Regions from separate parts of the Sus scrofa genome. Here region 2 is linked to region 1. Evidence: chromatin contacts called from public HiChIP or PLAC-seq data. All regions are on one chromosome and are shown on one strand. Each heading gives the region's core, a stretch centred on a gene start, on an enhancer-like site or on the middle of the called end of the contact. The rest is flanking DNA. Distances are from core to core; before and after follow the strand shown. Region 1 overlaps GNAQ (G protein subunit alpha q). Region 2 has its middle 73 kb from the start of GNAQ.

Region 1 (6,218 bases), core at 2,397-4,896:
GCTGAGCCTTCCTGCAGGACAGAGTCTTGTCAGTTGCTTCCTACAGAGGAAGTTCACAGAAAGTATATGCGGAAGTGAGTTTCTGAAATAGTTAAAAGTATCACCTTCATGAACACAAGGGCTGATTTTCTTTTCTTTCTCTCTTCTTTTGATGATGAAAATAGAGAACATTTTAAGGACTTACCAATTTTCTTCTGCCTTGACTGATGAAAGGAACATTGTTACATGGCAGAATACTGACAGTGAGTAGAAATGCAAAGTAGATGTATCATGAGCTTATGGAGAACCAGTGGAAGGCCAAGAAATAATGAAAGAAAAGGCTTACTAATAATACTACACAGTAATGTAATTAAATATGGAGAATTGCATGCCTTTAGATGGTGGTCCAGATCCTAACACCTCACCACTCACTTTCAAATAGAAGCTATTTTTGTGAGCATGTAGGAGTCTAGTAATATCATTTTGGTTTGAAACCGTTTTAGGTTTACATCACTGATGTAGCATGGATTAAGCAAGTGCAAGCAAATTAAAGAAGAGACTTTAGATTTCAGATCTAAAATCTATATAACTGTGAGAGGTGGAGCTTGAGATATTGCTATGGTTTTGGAGAAGTTTTAGTGACACCACATTTCTGAGCCTGATTCTTGCATATGTACAATATATGAGAGTGTTCATTGTCCAGAGTTCTAGAGTTCATACTTCCGTGATCAGTTTATAGAGTAATTCATACAAAGCCTTTCTCTCTCTTTTAAACCATACGTTAGGTTAAATTGTGAGTTAGGATTTTTTTTTTTCCCTTTTTGCTAGTAAAGTGGTGTCTTTTGGAATGATTTAATTGTCTACGATAAGGTAAATGTTGTTTGTCGAAATGTTGTATCTACTAAGGTCTAGTTCAGAATTACAATCAAAGGAAAGTCCTTAAAATCTTCCAGAGAGTCTAACTGTAAAATAATTTTGTAGTAATGTTATATTTTTTGTCTAGTACTCTGTCTTGTTTTCACTTTGTACATTTCCTTTAGTTTTATGATAAGATTTTTTTTTTTTTCCTTGTCTTTTTGCCTTTTCTAGGGCCGCTTCTGCAGCATATGGAGGTTCCCAGGCTAGGGGTCTAATCGGAGCTGTAGTCACTGGCCTACACCACAGCCACAGCAATGCGGGATCCGAGCCATGTCTGCGACCTACACCACAGCTCACGGCAACGCTGGATCCTTAACCCACTGAGCAAGGGCAGGGGTCAGACCCGCAACCTCATGGTTCCTAGTCGGATTCGTTAACCACTGCGCCATGACGGGAACTCCTATGATTAGATTCTTAATGATGCCTGCTTGCCCACTCCACTCTCCTCTTTCCTCCTAGGACCTGAAAGAATATAGCTTGATGCTCAGTGTTCATATATTATAGCTAATTTGAGAGACACTCGCTCCTAGGCATGTAAGATCTGATGTGTTAGCACTGGTTTGCAAGCGCAAGGGCCTATCCTGTTTGCATTATACATATCATCCTGTTTTGTCTTCATAGTACCCCTGCAAAAGAGGTGTGTTAGTCCTGTTTGTAGATTTTAAATCAGAGGTTCAGAGAGCTTCAGTTAACCTCCTAAGGCTGCAAGGATAGTCATTTATCTAGGATTCAAACTCAGCTTTTTCTTACCCCCAAACCATCGTTCTTCTACCCTGCCGCATTGCCTCTCCTGTAACTTTTGTCTGTTTCAGACATTATTTTATCCCCTGACAAGTAATTTTCTCTCTGCTAGGTACTATGACCAATTTTTGTTTTGTTAGATCACCAAATACATAACTGAAGACTATGTGTGATTTTTATTTTTGTATGTTGTTTTTTAAAGCAAATAAGCAGGAACAAAAACTAGGTAGCCAAGAAGTTAAATCACAAGCCAGCCTGCTCACCAGGAAGAAAAAAAAAAAAAAAAAAGAAAGCAAGAAAAAATGCCATGCTAAGTGTATCTTCTCTTCACTCTCCCCTTGGACATCTCTCTCCTTGGACATACACCTTGGAGTGTTTGGGCCTCTTGGGTACTCTTTATTGGCTGAATTGTTTGGCTCAATAACTATTCCCTTGTGTGTTTGCCATAATGTACGTTTCTCTTATTAGAAGGGAATGGACATAGGATAGTATTAAGTTTGAATGAAGGTGGTTTTCATTTTTAAAAAAATCAAATTGATACGCATATTGACTAGGATGGTAGATAATCAAATAATTGTTTTGTATGGTTAAAAAAATGTGAAAATAGGAGTTCTCTTGTGATTCATTGATTTAAGAATCCAGTGTTGTCGCTGCAGTGGCTTGGGTCGCAGGTTCGATCCCTGATCTGGGATCTTCTCCATACTGTGGGTATAGCCAAAAAAGGAAAGCAAAAAAATGTGAAAATAAAAGCAAACTTAAGCATGGTATAATTTTGAGCATTTACTGGAGTGTAAGAAAGGAGAACCCTTTTGATCCTGAGGTTAAGCCAGGTTCATTGACACTAGGATTCTGTTTCCTTCTCCACAAGTTGAACTCTACTCTTGCATAATCATAATGTTGTAAATGTAGCTAAATAGCTCATGGGTTAGTCTCCACACAAGGCAAGGAAGATGTAATATAAGTACAGGAGAAAAAGAAAAAGAAAAAAAAACAAAAAACAAAAAAAACAGAACCAACCAACTAACCCAAGATTTAAAAACCTGGCAATGCAAAAAGAGAGGAAGTGCTGACAGAGTTGGTGGCTAGATGGCAGGAGAGAAAGAGAGGTAGATGCTGGGGGGGATGTGTCTGATGCTAATTTCCTTCTCTTCCGTGATGGGATATCAAGAACTACTGTGTAATACTGTTGAAACAAACAAATAATTAATTGAAGAACTGAAAACAGCACAGTCAAGAAAACGAGGGAAGAATTATAGGTGAAGGAGGTGTAAATGAGGTAGGTATAAGGGAGGCAGGCAGAAAGTCAGTAAATTCTGTCTGAGGTTGACAAATGAAGAAGAGATATATGCCTGTTATTTAGTTAAGCTGATAACCACTCAAGGACTGTGAGAACAGTAATAATGGAAGGGAATAGAAATGGGAAATATGGGCCTAGAGACGCTTACCACTTACTACCTACCATCTAGTTCTGTTGGGAAAAATTTAACTGCATATGCATTGCTTTTAAAATAATTTAGGATAAAAGAAGAACTTCAAGAGTCGTGCCTGTGCAGTGTGAGAAATAACTTTCCATGTGTACTGTGACATCACTGCTATTACCAAGCTCCCAGGGACAGCTGTTGTCAGTGATGGAGGGCTGTAGTTTCCTAAGCATTGGGACAGTGGTAGGTTGGGTGGGGTGACAGAATACTCACACCCACAATCCTTTTCAAGTAATCAACTGTTCTTACTTTTGGTTCCTGATCAAAGTGTGTCAGAGAACCCTCTACCCTTCCTCAAAGGTGCCAAGAAGAGGGAAGGCTTTTCCGACTAGAGCCTGCCCGCAAGGCCCAGCACTTGTGCTAACTAAGGCTCCTGCCGGCTCAGGATCCTGCTTCCTATTCTAGATGCTGTAGTCATTCTGGAGAATAGATGTCTGCACGGCCTTTGTTTTCTCTGGTCTGAGGAGTGGCTGAACTTCAGGGCACCGACTTCCTTCCAGGAACTTCCTGCGAGGGGAAAATTGGACTTCTCTGCTGAACACTCCACATACCTGTGGGTTGAACAATGGCTACAGCATTGTTTTTCAAGAAGGGATGTGGTTTGGTTTTGACGTTGAAAAGGGAGAATTGTTGTGTTCATGGCGCCTCCAGGTGGGCAGTCAAGGAATGGCGGGGGTCTTGTTGGGATCGGGGCCCTGGAAGAATGATGACTTGGTTGTCTGTTTTTGCTTTTAGCCTTAGTCTGTGTGGTCCCAGGGACAGCAGTACAGTGGTGGGGTTTGGGTGGGGAATGGCATCTGAGGAAGGAACCTAGCAGGGAGTTAGTGCCAGTAGCTCAAGGATGCACCCAGGCTTAGGAGGTTGTGTAAACAGCTGCCTTTTTTCCAGTGTCCGTTTTGCTTCTTTCTAGCGAGATTTCTAAGTAATTCTCATCTTTTAAGATACAAGAGCATATATTCTGAGGTTCCCCCAGCAGCTGGACAATCCTGCCTAGTAATTGTAGTTGCAGATTTCTCTATCAAGAATTGATTTGCTGTTGATTTAGTCCAGGGCTGCCAAGTCAAATGCCACGGCGATTGAGACAGGTGGTTTTAAACAGGAGGCACCATCTGGGTGGGAACTCTAAAATCTCATGGCTCACTGAAGCTGTTGTTCAGCTTCAAACGTCGCCATGTATGGAGAGCAGGCTTAGGGTTTCCAGACCTTCCAGTTTTTCAAGAAAACAACGACTCTGGATATTTATGTGAAATCTCTTGGAATTTAAATGTCGCCAACTAATTAAAAAAAATTAAAACTACTGTCAACACAGTCAAACAATAAAAACAAGCCTGTTGGGTGAATAAAGTCCGTGGGCCCCCAGGGTTTTCCTCTGGTTAGGCCTCTGACTCCCATCTACCAATTGTCCTTCTGCTTTGATTGTTTAAAACAAGCTACACATCTATTGGACACTCTGCTTTCATTCTGTCTTGTCTCCAAAGCAATATAAAGATGCTCTCATTTTACATAAGATACTGTAAATTAGAAGTAGATGAAAAAGCGAAAATGGAGGATGTAAATGAAACCAGGGTGTACACATACATGAGCATTTCAGTGAAGTGCAAATTGAGCAACATGCTTATTCACCCAGAAGGCTTATCAGAGGTACAGTTTGCAGTGTCCTTTAAAAAGTTGTTTAACAAAGGCCTGGTTCTCACTGAAGCCAAGATCAGAGGACACTTTCAGAAGGGTCTTCAAAGGAATATGCTGAATCATGTGCGAGACAAGACCCTCCTAGCAGTGTGAGTTTGGTAGGACTCTTCTGTCTATTGCCTTCATTTTAAAGCTGATAACATTGTACAGGAGAGTGTAGTTTAGGAAATGAGATCTTGAGGAGGACTGAGCTGTAGGTAAAAATGGTGTGGTGGTCTGACTTAAGCTGGTGGGGAGCCACATGGAGAGAGGGGATGAAATGGTTAGAGAGACAGATAGTTACGAGCCCAGTCTCAGGAACTTGAGTTTGAATCCCAGCACCATCCCTGACTTAGTGTGGAACTTTGGATTAGTTGCTTTGTTTTTCTAAACCTCACTTTCCTCATCTATAAAACGGGGATGATTATATAATAGGATCACTGTCATAGGACAGTTGTGTGTCTTAATTGGTTTAGCACTTGTTTGAATATAGCACTTGTTGCAGTTCCTGGCACCCAGTTAAGTGTTCTGTAAGAGTGGTGAGTTAAGAGAAATTGCTAGTAATGGAAACTTAATTGACAAAATGATTAAATGTGGCTGTCCATCCAAGATTTACGTATAGGACTTAAATGTTTTTTGTTCACCACACACAAAAATTATTCCACTTTATCTCTGGTCACCAAAAATATGTTAAGTACACACATACAAAGTATTTTGCAAGGTTCTGTGGGGTGCCCTGCTCTCAGGGAGTTTGTGTTGTGGTTAACAGGATGAACATGCATACACGGTACAAAACGGGCTGCACCAAGGGCAATCCCAGCAAGGCCGTAGCCACTCAGAGAAGGGTTGTCACAGTGATAACAAAGACAGCAAAGTCAGGTTTCACACAGAGGAGCTGACTTTATTATTTGAGGGCTAGATTTTTATAGTTTGAATAATTCCAGACTCTGTGCAAGAATATTTGCAGCTATGTAAAGAGTACAGTGAACACTTACCTGAGTATTTTTATACGTATCATCATAGGAGGCAATGGAACAACACAAATTAGCCATGCTTTGCAGTTTGTATTAATTAAACCTTATCACAGGTAATTTAGGTTGGGCCATCCTATGTGTATTTTATCATTAGACTGCTCTTAGCTAGTTTTGGGGTGTGCAGAGAAATGGAAATTTGTTAGCAGACACAGCGCCAGGCAACCTGGCACCCAGATTGAAAGCCCAGGCCCTGGAGCAGAACCCCTGAGATCTTTGGGAAATTGGGTGGCTTCTCTTTGCCTCAGTTTCTTCATCTCCAAATTGGGGTGTGATTGTACTGGCCAGATTCATAAGGCGTGCTGGAAAGATTTACATGAGTAAGTATCTTCAAAGTGCTTGATCAGGGTTTGGCAAAGAATAAAGAACGGCGTGTGTTAGTTGTTATCTTGGGGCCCTC
Region 2 (6,218 bases), core at 1,328-3,827, 130 kb before region 1:
TAGGTGTAGAAACTGCCTCAGCATACTTCATGGAGCTATTCTGCTTCTCTATAAGGAGAAAATAATTGTTTAGTATACAGTTTTACTTCTCAAATGGGTTATTGAAATACTTAGGACTTGGTGTGTACCTCTTCCATGTCTTATTTATCAAATATTTCTATTGTATTTCAGGGGTTGATCTATGTGTTTGGGATATGGTAGTAAAAAAAACAAAACAAACAAAAAAAAAACAGACAAAACCGTCTTGGAGCTTACATTCTAATGAAGGGAGAAAAAATAACTAAAAACATAATAGTTAAATTTATAATACATTGGAAAGTCATCAAATGCTAGGGAAAAGTAGAACATGATAGATAAGAGATTTGGGGCATATAGGAGGAGGGGCAGGTTGCAAATTTTTTTTATTTTCGGCTATTCTTCCGCACATGGAAGTCCCCAGGCCAGGCATTAAACCCTTTTTCAGATATATAGAGGTTTTTTTTTTTTTCATTTGTAGGCTTTTCTTTTGGTTTTCTATGTAAGAAATCTTTGGTAAAATAAAAGTCAGTAGATTTTCTTCCGTATTCTAGAAGCTTAAGATTTTATATTCAGAGTTAATTTTTTTTTTTCTTTTTGGCCATCCCTGCAGCATGTAGAAGTTCCTGGGTCAGGGATTGAACCCCTGCCCCAGCAGCCACCCGAGCTGCTGCAGTGACCATGCCAGATCCTTAACCCACTACACTACCAGGGAAATCTACAGGTTGTAATTTTTAATAGAGGAGACAAGGTCAGTCTTATTGAGAGGGTGACAGGAGTGAAGATTTGCAAGTGAACTACTTAGGTAAAAGGATTTCTGGGTAAAGAATATTTCAGGCAGATAGATGAGCCAGGGCAGAGTCTTTGAGCAGAAACAAGTCAGGGACATGCCAGGAAAAGCCTGAAGACCAACGTGGCTGGAGTAGAATAACGAGGAGGGAGTCCAACAGGAGAGGAGGGCAGAGGTAGACCCAGAGCCAAGCCTACTGGTAAAAGATCTCATTGTCCTTTTTAAGGACTGCAGCATTTATTCTGAATGAAATGGGAAAAGCCCTGGAAGGAGTTGAGGCAGAGAAATGATATGATCTGAGTTACATTTTGCAAAGATCATTCTGGTTTCTCTGTTTGGTATAGTCTCCTGAATGGCATGTATGGGAACGGCGGGGGGCGGTGCTGTAATAATCCAGGTGAGAGATGATGAGGACTCAAACATTGGTGGAGGCTGTAGGGGTGGAGGGGAGTGGTGTGCATGAGAGGAGTAGGTAGGAGACCAAGGTTTCTGGTATGAGCAGTTGGAAGGATGGCATCTCATCAACTGTATAGGGAAAACCTGGTAGGGGATAGGTCTGTAGGAGAAGATGAGAACCTCACTCCTAGGCATGTTAAATTTGAGACATCCAAGTGGACATGCCCAGTAGGGAGCTGCATATATGAATCTACGTTTCAGGAGAGAGTTTGGTCACAAGATAGACATTTGGGAGTCATTGTCACTCAGAAAGTTGGTACAGGAGTTCCCATGGAGGTGCAGCGGAAACGAATCCAACTAGAAACCATGAGGTTGAGGGTTCAATCCCTGGCGCCTTGCTCAGTGGGTTAGGGATCCAGCGTTGTGGTGAGCTGTGGTGTAGGTCGCAGACGCAGCTCGGATCTGGTGTTGCTGGGGCTGTGGCTCTGGCGTAGGCTGGCAGCTACAGCTCCAATTCTACCCCTGGCTTGGGAACCTCCATGTGCCTCAGGTGCGGTCCTAGAAAAGACAGAAAAAAAAAAGAAGGAAAGAAAGTTGCTACAGGAAAAGAAGAAAACCAAGGACTGATCCCTGGGGTGCTCCAAAATTAATAGGTCTTGGAGAATGGGAGGACTGAAATGACAACTAAGGAGGAAGAACCAGTGAAATGGTAGCAAATGTGAAAGCGTACGATATCCTGGAAGCCAAGAGAAGAAATTATATTGAGGGAGACCGCATGATCAACCACAGCACTGGATTTACAGGTGAATTTCCTCCCCCGTAGAAAGCGGATATATCACCTGCCTCCTGGACTTAAATGAAATCATTCATGTGAGTGGCCACTCACAATGCCTGAGGCCAATAAAGGCTCAAAAATACTACCTATTATATTTGTTTCTGACACCTCTGAAAATCTAAAAGCTACTCTAAATCTCTAAAGCTATTCATTGTCCAAGCTAACCCCTAGGGGGCACACAAGACCTTATCTTGTCTCTGTTAATGTTCTTCCCATAAAGGAGGTGTCGTAGATGTAGAACCACACGGACTCCTAATGCCGACCGAACCGCTTGTACTAAAGGCGGAAAAATCCAATGCAGTGGGCATCAGACTTCAGTGTGGATACGAAATCCACAGTGGGCCCAGCCACTAGAGATTCTAATTAAGTATATTGAGAGGGGATCTGGGCCTCTGCAGCTTCTCTGTGCCAGGTGATTTCAATGTATGTATTCCCACACTGCTGCAGTGTGGGAGAAATGAAAGGTAATAATAACTGGCTTGTAGCAAATATGCACTTCCTCTCTTCTTGGGACCTTGGAATGACTTTTGCTTCTCTTTTTTACTTTCTCTTCCCTGCAGCCAATGAGGTGAGCCAACCCTGGGCTTCCTTTAGGCTGGGAGGTCCCCATTACCACCAGAGTGGTTCTCCAGAAAGCACACTGGGGTGGGGGGTGGCTTGGGCCAGCGTTTAGTCTGTGCCATAAGAGGACACAATGCAGTGCCTCCTGTTTCCTCATCCAAATCTGGCACCTGGATTTGGGGTGGGGGTGGGAGTGAGGGGGCCTGCCCAGTGTTTAAATAAAATTTAAATTTATTTCCCACATTTAAAACTAAGATTCTGCATACAAATCCAGGTTTCCTGATTCTCCAGGACAGTAAGATTTGAAACCTCGTCCCCCATTCGCACGTAGCAAAGTTGCTTCCCTAAGAATATGGGTACTAGAGTTTGCTGGTGACCTAGTGGTTAAAGATCTGGCACTTGTCACTGCTGTGACACAGATTCGATCTGTGCCCAGGAACCTCCTCATGCCAATTGGCACACAAAAGGGAGGGGGGGCTTTGTAAATTGCCACAATCTCTTTCATTCCTTGCTATCCCCCTAAAATCATGTCAGTTACCATCTGTCATCATACTTATATTTTCCTCACAGTTAAAGAAAAATTTTTCTCTAGAAAATAAAGATACAACAAGAGCGTCTAGTATTTTGAGCATAAATTTTCTTACACCAGCCTCTTTCTCTCACTTATATTACGTGACTGGCTTCTCTAGGCATTTAAGCTTGCTATCCTGCCTACCTCATAATCCAGTGATGAAAAAATTGTTCTTATGTTAAAAAATGGTCTGGAATACTATTCACCATAAAAAAGGAGTGAGCTACTAACATGCACACTCTTTGAATTTCAAAAATTAGAGTGAGCAAAAGAAATCAGATATAAAAGCATGATAATGTATAATTCCTCCATGTGAAATTCTAGAAAAGGCAAAACTAATCTATAGTAACAAAAAGCAAAGCTGCATTTTCCTGGGAGCAGAGATTGGCTGCAATAGGTATGTTTTGGCATGACGAAAATGATCTGTTATCTCAATTATAAGGGTGCTTACATACGGAAATACACATTTGTTAAAATGCATCAAGTTGTACATATTAAATTGCGTGCATTTTATCACATACAAATTATACTACCAAAGTTGATTTTTTTAATTTACCTACTTGAGTTGCCAGAGGATAGAGATGAAATTAAGTAGGCACTTTCCTAGGGATTTCTTTTTTTTTACTTTTTACATCCTTGTCTACCATAGTAGACGGAAGGACAGGATTTAGGACTTTCAAGATTCATAAGAGGAGTTCTCGTTTTGGCTCAGCGGTAACAAACCCAACTAATATCCATGAGGATACAGGTTCGATCCCTGGCCTCTCTCAGTGGGTTAAGGATCTGGCGTTGCCATGATCTGTGGTGTAGGTCGCAGGCGCGGCTCAAACCCCATGTGGCTGTGGCTGTGGTGTAGGTCAGCAGCTATAGCTCCGATTTGACCCCTAGCCTGGGAACTTCCATATGCCACAGGTGCGGCCCTTTAAAAAAAAAGAAAGAAAGAAAAAATTCATAAGCATCGTGATCAGTATTTAAATCTTCTATACATATGAGTAATATTTGGTGCAGGGCAGCAGCTCTAGAGGAGTTGGTAAAGGAGATGCAGATGTGGGCACAAGTTCCCGCAGGATTTTAAGCTGTGAAGAGCACACTCTGGGCTTCCTTCCACATGGAGGGAACCTGCCCGGCACTGGCAGGGGTGTAGGGGCTCTTGCTCTTTCCCTTTCCTTCCCTCCTTCTCCCTCCCCCTCTTCCTGCTCCTTCTTGTTCTTCACTAGGCTCACTCAGGAACCTCAGTGAGAGTGTGGAATCTGAGAATCCTCCTGGCAAACCTGGCCATTCCCTTCTAGAGACAGAGCAGACTCACCCCAAAATACCCTGGACACTGCTGTGCAGGCCATTGGTGTGACTGTGTCTGGAATTGGTGGTAGACACCCTGTTTTCTCTCCTCTTTCTTGTGTCCCTTAGTCAAAGTCATGTAAAAAGCCTTGTGGGAGATGTAAGACGGTGAATTTTTATGGTTGGATTGGCCTACTTGCAAGAACCCAACAGAGCCCTCAGTAAATTGGGAAGTGAAATACAATTACAAGGGGATGCAAACAGATGCCGCGTGTACCCGACCCATACTCTCTTGCCCTTACCACTTCCTCATGGACTGCCAGATTTCAACGTCAGCACCTATATTTCATTATTTGAGACTTTCCAGAGGGAGTGGACCACTGCTTTTCCAGCAGCATAGCTGAAATTTCAGGTGCCCATCATCTCCATCAGCATGGAGTTGTCAGTTTCTTTTCTTTAAAAAGGTATTCTGTTAAGTCTAGTGTTTTTTCATGGTTTTAATTTGTATTTCCAAAATGACTAATAATGTTGGACATCTTTCATGTGCTTATTAGCTATCCATGTATCTTCTTTAGTGAAGTGTCTGTTCAAATCTTTGTTCATTAAAAAAAAAAAAATCATGGAGTTCCCTGGTAGCCTACTGGTTAAGGACTCAGCACTGTCACTGCTGTGGCTCAGGTTTCTGCTGTGGCTTGGGTTGGATCCCTGGCCCAGGAACTTCCACATGCCACAGACAAAGCCAAAAAAAAAATCATTTTGTTATTGTTTTATTGTGATAAATCTTCATATATTCTGTATACAAGTTTTTTGGGTTTTGTTTGTTTTTTTCTTGTTTGTTTTTGTGGGGGTTTGTTTTGTTTTGTTTTTTGGTTTTTTTTTTTTTTTCTTTTTAGGGTCACACCTGTGGCGTATGGAGGTTCCCAGGTCAGGGGCCGAATCAGAGCTGCAGCTGCTGGCCTACACCACAGCCACAGCAATGTGGGATCCGAGCCATGTCTGCAACCTACACCACGGCTCATGGCAACTCTAGGTCCTTAACCCACTGAGCAAGGCAAGGGATCAAACCTGCATCTTCCTGGATCCTAATCAGGTTCGTTAACCACTGGGCCACAAAGGGAACTCATGTATAGAAGTTTTTTGTCAGATACGTGATTTGCAAATATTTGCTTATGGTCTGTGGCTTGTCTTTTCATAATTTTAGTAGTATCTTTCACAGAGCAAAAGTTTTGCACTTTGATGAAGTCCAATTTATCATATTTTTCTTTCTTTTATGGCTTGTGCTTTAAGTGTCATATCCCAGAGCTAATTCACCTAACCCAAAGTCACAAACTAAAATCAACACCCAAAAGTTTATGATTCACTTTGGGTTCATCTTTGTATAACGTATGAGAAATGAACCAAAATTTGTTTGTTTACATAATAATGCTTCTTTCAGGTAATTTTTAAATATCACATTTTCAGATAACGTCCTTTTCAACCATTATTTCACTTTTCCTTTCTTTGTTCCCAAGATGTAGCCAGTATCAAGATCCAGTTTTTACACATTTGGATATAAATAATCTCTATAAAACTAGGTAATGTATTTATTTTAACATGTCCTTGAAATATATCCATCTTAATACATGTTGATCTTGTTTATTCTTTTTAAATGCCATGTAATAGTACATTATATGACTATATCACCCATTCTCTTTATTAATAGACAGTAAGGTGGAATTGTTTTTTTCACTGGTACAAACAATGCTATAATAACCATCCTTGCATATGCTTCT

What was found. HiChIP or PLAC-seq counts read pairs in DNA pulled down with a chosen protein or histone mark.
Region 2: an H3K27ac HiChIP or PLAC-seq map of alveolar macrophages shows a contact between it and region 1. The contact joins two enhancer-like sites. A contact is called at or near these places in 11 of 47 Hi-C or Micro-C datasets (alveolar macrophages, embryonic fibroblasts, epiblast stem cells and 5 more) and 1 of 2 datasets of contacts at active chromatin or transcription factors (alveolar macrophages).

Annotation. Positions count from the first base shown.
Region 1 is chr1:230,850,854-230,857,071 of Sscrofa11.1, reverse strand. The region is part of intron 1 of GNAQ (G protein subunit alpha q); the gene reads left to right. Among named protein-coding and RNA genes, the nearest start is that of GNAQ, 53 kb to the left of the region's middle. Within about 2 kb of position 3,646, at least 16 of the 83 cell types and tissues checked have an H3K27ac peak or open chromatin away from gene starts, as enhancers often do. A contact at or near this core is called in alveolar macrophages, where this site is marked.
Region 2 is chr1:230,977,185-230,983,402 of Sscrofa11.1, reverse strand. No RefSeq gene overlaps it. Among named protein-coding and RNA genes, the nearest start is that of GNAQ, 73 kb to the right of the region's middle. Within about 2 kb of position 2,577, at least 10 of the 83 cell types and tissues checked have an H3K27ac peak or open chromatin away from gene starts, as enhancers often do. A contact at or near this core is called in alveolar macrophages, where this site is marked.